Regions from separate parts of the Gossypium hirsutum genome. Here region 2 is linked to region 1. Evidence: chromatin contacts called from public Hi-C data. All regions are on one chromosome and are shown on one strand. Each heading gives the region's core, a stretch centred on a gene start, on an enhancer-like site or on the middle of the called end of the contact. The rest is flanking DNA. Distances are from core to core; before and after follow the strand shown. Region 1 holds the start of LOC107899493 (ras-related protein RABC2a). Region 2 has its middle 34 kb from the start of LOC107899492.

Evidence for each region. Hi-C and Micro-C count contacts between places; a contact is called where the count stands out from the background.
Region 2: a Hi-C map of leaf shows a contact between it and region 1, with 2.9 times the contacts expected there. The contact joins the enhancer-like site here to the promoter of LOC107899493 in region 1. A contact is called at or near these places in 7 of 34 Hi-C or Micro-C datasets (callus, fibers, hypocotyl and 2 more).

What each region holds. Positions count from the first base shown.
Region 1 is chrA04:64,837,302-64,841,049 of Gossypium_hirsutum_v2.1, reverse strand. LOC107899493 (ras-related protein RABC2a) reads right to left here and starts at 1,579. Exons shown (of 6, transcript XM_016825221.2): 1 at 1,099-1,579; 2 at 930-998. The coding sequence starts at 1,240.
Region 2 is chrA04:64,887,737-64,891,472 of Gossypium_hirsutum_v2.1, reverse strand. No RefSeq gene overlaps it. Among protein-coding and RNA genes, the nearest start is that of LOC107899492, 34 kb to the right of the region's middle. Within about 2 kb of position 2,227, at least 3 of the 9 cell types and tissues checked have an H3K27ac peak or open chromatin away from gene starts, as enhancers often do. A contact at or near this core is called in hypocotyl and leaf, where this site is marked.

The sequences.
Region 1 (3,748 bases), core at 330-2,829:
TGAAAAACCATAGCAGATCAAAACACATTAACAAAAACACTTCAACGATGCTAATGTCATACTAATGTATTAATGAACATATTAAGTCGGTAAAAGTGAGCTCTCTCCAATGTAAAATGGAAAACAGTCAACTGACTTCAATTAGACACTGAATGATTTTGACAAAGAAATCTAATTTTAGTCGCTACAAAAAATAGTCACTTTTGTTTGCTTCATGTTAAGTTTTAGTCACTTATGTTTAAAATGTTACGTTTTAGTCACTTATGTTATTATTTTGTTACGAAATAATCACTCTTCCGTTAAGTTCTGTTATCTCCCTAACGGTAATCTTACGTGGCAGTCAAACTAGATATTACTAAATCTGTCAATACATACTTCATCCGAATAAAGTATGCATTATTAAAATTAAATTAAAATATTAAATAAGAAATAAAATTATAAAACAATATGTTATTTAGAAAATACTATTATTGTAATGAGAAACATGTTTTATTAGGTATAAGTATTTAAAATTTTATTTTGGTAATCTGATATATGCGTAAATATATATATAATCATTTAGTGAATTTGTTAATACATACTTCATCCGGACGAAGAATGTATTAGCAGATTCAGTAATATTTAATTGGACTGCCACGTAAGATTACCGTTAGGGAAATAATAGACGTAACAAAATAATAACATAAGTTACTAAAACGTAACATTTTAAATATAAGTGACTAAAATGTAGGATGAGGCAAACAAAACAGACTATAAAATATTTTTATAGTTTATACTATTAAGTCGGTAAAAGTGAGCTCTCTCCAATGTAAAATGGAAAACAGTCAACTGACTTCAATTAGACACTGAATGATTTTGACAAAGAAATCTAATTTGAGACTGGAAGACTAAAATGAAAAATAAAAACAATATTAGCATGAATTTCGTACCAGTATCCCAAATGGTAAGCTTTAATCTCTTGCCACCAACAGATAACAGCTTGATCTTAAAATCCACACCTAAAGCATTAGATTTAAGCAAAAACCCAAATCATATTTTTTACTAATCAAAGATCCAGGATTGAAAAAATGAATGAAAAAAAGAGAGAGAAAATCGGACCAATGGTGGGAGCTAGATCTTCCGCAGAAGCTGAAATGAAGCTAACAAGCAAACTACTCTTGCCGACACCAGAGTCTCCGATCAACAAGATCTTGAATGAAAGATCATAGCTTCCGCTACTTTGCCCTGAAGATGATCCCATTTCAAATTTTCTATTAACTTTTCCACTTCTTTTTCAAGGTATCTGTTGTATCCAATGATGATCTCAAAAAAAGAAAAAGAAAAAGAAAAAAAGAAAACCTTGGGTGAGGAAATGAATGGCTTCTTTCTATCAAAAGTACAGTGAAAAAGAAAGTTAATATATATAAAGGAAAAAATAAAAAAATAAGGGAAGATTTTTTTTTTGTTTTTAAAAGAGGAAAACAAAGGAAAAGGAAAAGGAAAGAGCGAAGCGAATGAATGCTTTGTTTGAGAGAGAAGCTAAAAGAAAACGGCTAACTGTGGAACACAACACAACTGACACCAACGTTATTCTTTTCCCTTTTTTGTTTTTATTTTTATTTTATTATTATTACTATTATGTAGGAATTGTACCCACGTGGCACGCGGGAATAACTGAGAGTGTTTTGCACGCTCCAACCGTCTGGTAGAGAGGTGCTTTCTTGGGACAATCAAAGATTTATGCCTTAATTACTTTGGGACAAAACGAAATTGTGTGCAAGAAATAGATAATGCTAAAATAACTTTTTTAATATAATTTTATTGATAATTTGTTATATTTAGAAATATAATTTTCAAGTAAGTCATTTTTTTAATGATAAAATTTGTGTAGATTCAAGTGATTAATATTATATTCAACATTGTTTGTAAATCTTAAGGAAACTTTTAAGATTTATGTAGGTATAGTGATATAACTTGATTTTAGTTCTTTAATTTTTTTTTGATGATTGCTTCCATCCAAAAAATATTATATTATCAATAAATAGTTAAAAATATATTTTATCAAAAACATAAATAGTTAAAAATTAAATAAAACACTAATATGTTAAGTTTGAATAGAGCTCAGCTCTAGTTAAAATTTTTGTCAAATTATATAACTTTTATCTTCTACCCTCAATATTGTATAAAAAAAAACACTAATAAACAAATTTGCTATGCTTTCATTTTTTTATATGTTTATTTTTAAAAATTTTTACTATATCATACTCCTTGTGAAAATTTTAAATTTCACTTATGATGTAACGGATATTTTCTCATAAACATATTTATGTAAAATTATATAAACAAAACATTAATAATTGATTTTATGTATAATTATTAAATACAAATTGAGTGTTATTAATACTGATTATAATTATAATTGTGTTTTAGAAAATAATATATTAATATTTATTATTCAAAATTTTCAATAATAATTTTTTCCTGTTATATCATGCATCATATTGCCATCATCGTTGTTTCTTTGAAAAACATATTTTATATTATCGTTGAATTTAATTTATTGTAACAATTTTAAATTCTAACATGAATTTATCAATTTTTAATATTTAGTCACCAAATTGGCAATTAAACATTCAGGGTTTGGTTCTCCAATACTTTCATTTTTAGAATTTATTATAAAACTCAAGAATTTGTTTTCAATTTTACGAAAAAGAAAGGAAGAAAGAAATTTTACATTTTATCTAATAAATACAATAACAATTATAATAGCATTGGTCCTAAAGGAAGCTTAATTTCAAATTTCGAAATTTGATTTTACTTCATGAATGATATAATCATTATAAACAGCTAGCATACAATATATTATTAGAAATTTGTTTCTATTCATTGGTATTAAAAAGAATTTGTAAGAGAAGTTCTTAAATTTTTATACTGACGGTAAAATATTTGAATCTAACATTCGGACTCAATCCAACCACACTAGGGTGAATTTTTATTTTTTTTAAATGCGTTTGAAACACAAGGTATAAAATTCGGAACAAGGTTGAGTTGTGGCACTAGGTTACCATCCTTAGCTGTGCATTATTATATTTGTTGAACTAAATAATCAGCATGAAAGAGATGACAATAGAGAAAGGAGCTTAGTTCATCTTAGAGGGGCGGAGAGCCATATGACGATTGTGATAGATGGTAGGTAAGTTGAGTGTTCAGAAGTAAAAGAAGATAGGAACATGGATAGAGAGAAAGAGAGAGACAAGGTTGTATGTGTTCATCATAGAGGTGAAAAGGATTTTATATAAAAGTGGACCTATTAAGGAAAGACGTGGCAACCTCTTGCTAGCCCATTGATCCCTTCAAGGGTTTTAGTTAGATGAGCGATGTAACATTGATGAGGTTGTAAGGTATGTAGGTAAACAACGATGATAATCCCATTGGTGTAATTTGACTATAAGAGGTGGTGACTCTCGTGTTCCCTAAGCTTTGATTGAATAGTACCCTTGATAGAGGTGTGTTGGTGGAGCTATATTCTGGTGAAGGTACTATGTGTAACAATATTATATTAAGAATTCAAAAATAACAAAAACAATGACATGTAGTAACCTTATAACACTGGTTGTTAAGTTTTTTTTTTTGGTAAATGAACAAAGCTAATCATCAACAACTAATATCATGAAGAACACAATCTGCCTGTAGTGACTCCCAACAGGTCACCTAACAAAGCAGACAATATGTTGTCGGGCGGTTGTATCCACTCTTGTAGCACAAAATC
Region 2 (3,736 bases), core at 978-3,477, 50 kb before region 1:
GGCTTCAATTTTATGTTTGGTTTAACCTCTAACTCAATTTCTATAACTTTTGGTGAATTTTCAAAGTTAAGATACTGTTACCTATTTTTTTCTCCAAACAACTTACACATTCTTAAAAGAATTTGTTTTGTCAATGTCTACAACTAAGGATTAACCCATTAACACTTTAGTCCATGATTTTTACAACACACCAATACACTTAAGTTATCACATAATTCACTTTAGTCCTTTGAAAAATAACAAGAATTTTAACTTATCACAAAATTCACTTTAGTCCTTTGAAAAATAACAAGAATTATTTAAAGTACTTATCTCTTTTTAGCTAAAATTTCCACTTCACTAGTTTTACCATTTTCTTTTCTCATCTTTTTCATATCCTTTCCTTTCTCTACAATATTTTCCATCACTTTCTCTTGTTTTTCTTCACAAACATATTAAGAACACAAAACTTTATATAAGAAAGCTCTACTTTAACACCATTTTCATGCTTTTTCAACAATATCAAGCTTAAAAACTTAATGAAATCTTGAAGTTCTCACCTTGTCCTATTGATTTCAAGCCTTTGCTTGATTTTTTTTCTCTCCAATTTTAATTCTCTTGAATCCAAGAAGATATTCATACTCACCATAGTCTTCTTGTCATTTTCCACTGTGGAAGCTATGTAAATTCCTTTGATTTCTAGGTAGAAATAGTGAATTTTGATGGGAAGGACTAAAGTGCGAGGATGATGGTGAATGAAACTAATCTCTACAACTTTTCTATTAAAATATCTCTATTAATTAAGTAATAAAATTTTCTAAAACAAATATTAGTAAAATATTTCAACCAATCATATTTTAACACCAAGAAATCTTTGATTATTATCATGATAAAACATGATAATTATCTTAATTAGAAAATGACTATTTTGCCCCTCATGATTTTCTATAATTTCACCCTTAAGTCACTTTTCACTTTGGCAAAATTATAATTTAATCCCTCTCATTTCTCTACTTAATTAATTTAGTCCTCAGACACCAATTTCTTCCCCATTTTGGTCCTTTCCACCTCAAGGATATTTACACTTTTGGTCCCTTAACTTTTTTCATATTTATATTTTGACCCCACAAATTTTAAATATTTATACTAAGGCCACAATACTTTTCACATTTTTGCGATTTAGTCCCCACTTTAAATTAATACATCATGATATAATTATTTAATTCAACTAACTTTGGCATCCATTGGCCTTTTCTACTATTCACTGATAATTTCTATTTTTTATTTGTTTTGAAAATTCTAATACATATACTTTCCAAAATCATATTGTTTACAACCAATTGGGTTTTTGGGATGTTACACATTGTCTTGAGCATTGGAGCGAATGGCTCCCAAAAAGTTAAAGACACTGCTGTGGTTGTTTGGATTGGCTTGTGAATTCATTCTGAATCTATTTATGGATTTATTCACTTGCGACATTCATGGTGTGATTTACCTCAATCCTGAGTAATTAACTGACTATGTGTATGTAGCTTGTATATTTTGATATATTAAAAGCTTGAGTTTAATAGGTAATAGAGTTTAAAGCCTAGTATGTTGGGTATACTACTTATGTATGACATAACTTTACTTATAATAGTGGAATTGATAGCCTAATGAAGAGCAAATGATATTCTCACGCTGACATTGCATGATTGATGGGTTAAGAAATAAATTTAATTAGATAATGGATTATTCTCATTGAGCCATGTTACTCAAATGTAATAAAACCTGACTACATAAACAAATTTTGTTGTTGCCTGTTTTATTTGTGCTTATCGCAGTGCTTGTAGAATTGCCTACTCCTGCAATCAATTTTGCTCATAATTAGCAACTGCTTCATATCAATAGAAATATGCAACATTCACAGTGTTTATATATTCAAACGTGGCTAAATGTACAACATTGTGTGGCGTGTTTGTGTATAAATGCCACGAGCTTCATAATTCTATGAATTTTTCGTCTTAGTATTTGTGGCGTATATAAATCTAGCTACTTTTGTGACGTTTTCTATAAGAAACATTGCCAAATTTTGTGACCCACTTTTCCCTGTGTTTTTCACGGTGCTTTTTTTTTACCGTTATTTATTTTGGCAGCGTTCAAAAAACCTATTTTGATGGTTTGGATGCTTTGGAAACTGATATATATTATCGAACAAGTCTCCATGCAGTACCATACTTAAAGCTCGTGTTCAGGAAGCTCCAGCATTGCCTACTTGGGTTGGGTTGTCCAGCCCCATGGCAAATTCAATGCAAGGTTTTAAATGGAGAGAAGAGCTCTATAGTCTTTCCTTCAGGGTCCAATTTTGGTAATTTATTGGGTTTTAAATATATGATATTCATTCTATGGCCCCCTGCTTTGCATAAGCTGGGTTGGCACATCCCACAATGTTACGGATATTCAAGGCCTCACCCAAAACTCATCCATATTTGGATTGGACGATGAAAATCTATGATGGAATCTCAACTTAGAGTTAATTATTTTTAATAAAACAAATAAAACACAAAGGGGCTTTGTTTTTTTAAAAAGAAAATTGGTAAAATTAGAGCAAACATATATTTGATGATTTCTTTCAGTTTGGAAATCATTAATCGGAAACAAAAATTTTGGGAATTGTTGGAACAAGAAAATGGCATTTCCAATGGTATCAATTTTAATGCTATAAACAAAAAGAAGAATAAAAGATCACAAATGCAAGGATTAAAGTAGTAGTTTTGGTGGAGCGGGGGTGATATCTAGGGAAGAAATGAAGGCAAGTCTGTTGGTTGGGTTGCTTGTCTTTTGGTCTACTGGAGGAGTTGAGTTGCTGCAGCACCTAAACTGCTTTTCTCCTAAACCATCACACTATCACCACTACTATCCTAACTACCCCCATTACCATCACTAGCTCTTTATAACCAAGCATTCATTGTTAATTAACACCTATTTCAATGTTTAGATATACGTATAATCATATCCTAAGAAAATAGGCTAAGGTCAATTTCTTCCTCTTGGTGAATGGTAGAAATTTTGCAAGCCTAAGGTCTCGTTGAAGCCTGCAAAATGTCTAAACAATGGACTAAGTTTCATCCATTCTCATCCATGTACTGTTAGGGGTAAAGTCCAAGGAAACTGGCTGATAGCCTTGCCTAGCTATTAATTACCATGGTAAAATGCAGATTTCAATTTGATTATTGATTAAGCTCTATTTACCGTTTCTCACAAAGTAAATAGGTTTAAGAGATAAGATCATAGGTTCTCAAGCTTCATGTGAAACTACTAGGTTTCCTTTTGGCCCACGTGAAAACAAAGTGTTTGAAGAGGATTCTAATGTATTAGTACCAAATCCGATTTTATTACTTCATGCAATTATCTTTAGTTAATGGATTTTTTTTATACAAGTGAACAATCACATTACATGAAGAAAAAAAATGTTTATAAACATAAAGATCCAACATTGAACTTCATTCAAATTAACTTGAATCCACGTTACAACAGATTTTAATCCAACCATTAAACCTACAACTCCCTCCCTTTTATTCAAATATTGTGTTTTTCATTTTCTAATCAAATATTGTGTGTTCCATTTTATAGATCATCTCTGCCAACTTTCCATTTTAGGGATCAGTACTTTTGCTTTTCAAGTAAATATTCCATATCCAAATACATTGTAAGTTGAGGATCAGGTGGAGTGGTAGTAGCAGTAGAAGAAGAAAAGTTAAGGAAGCAAAGAACAAAT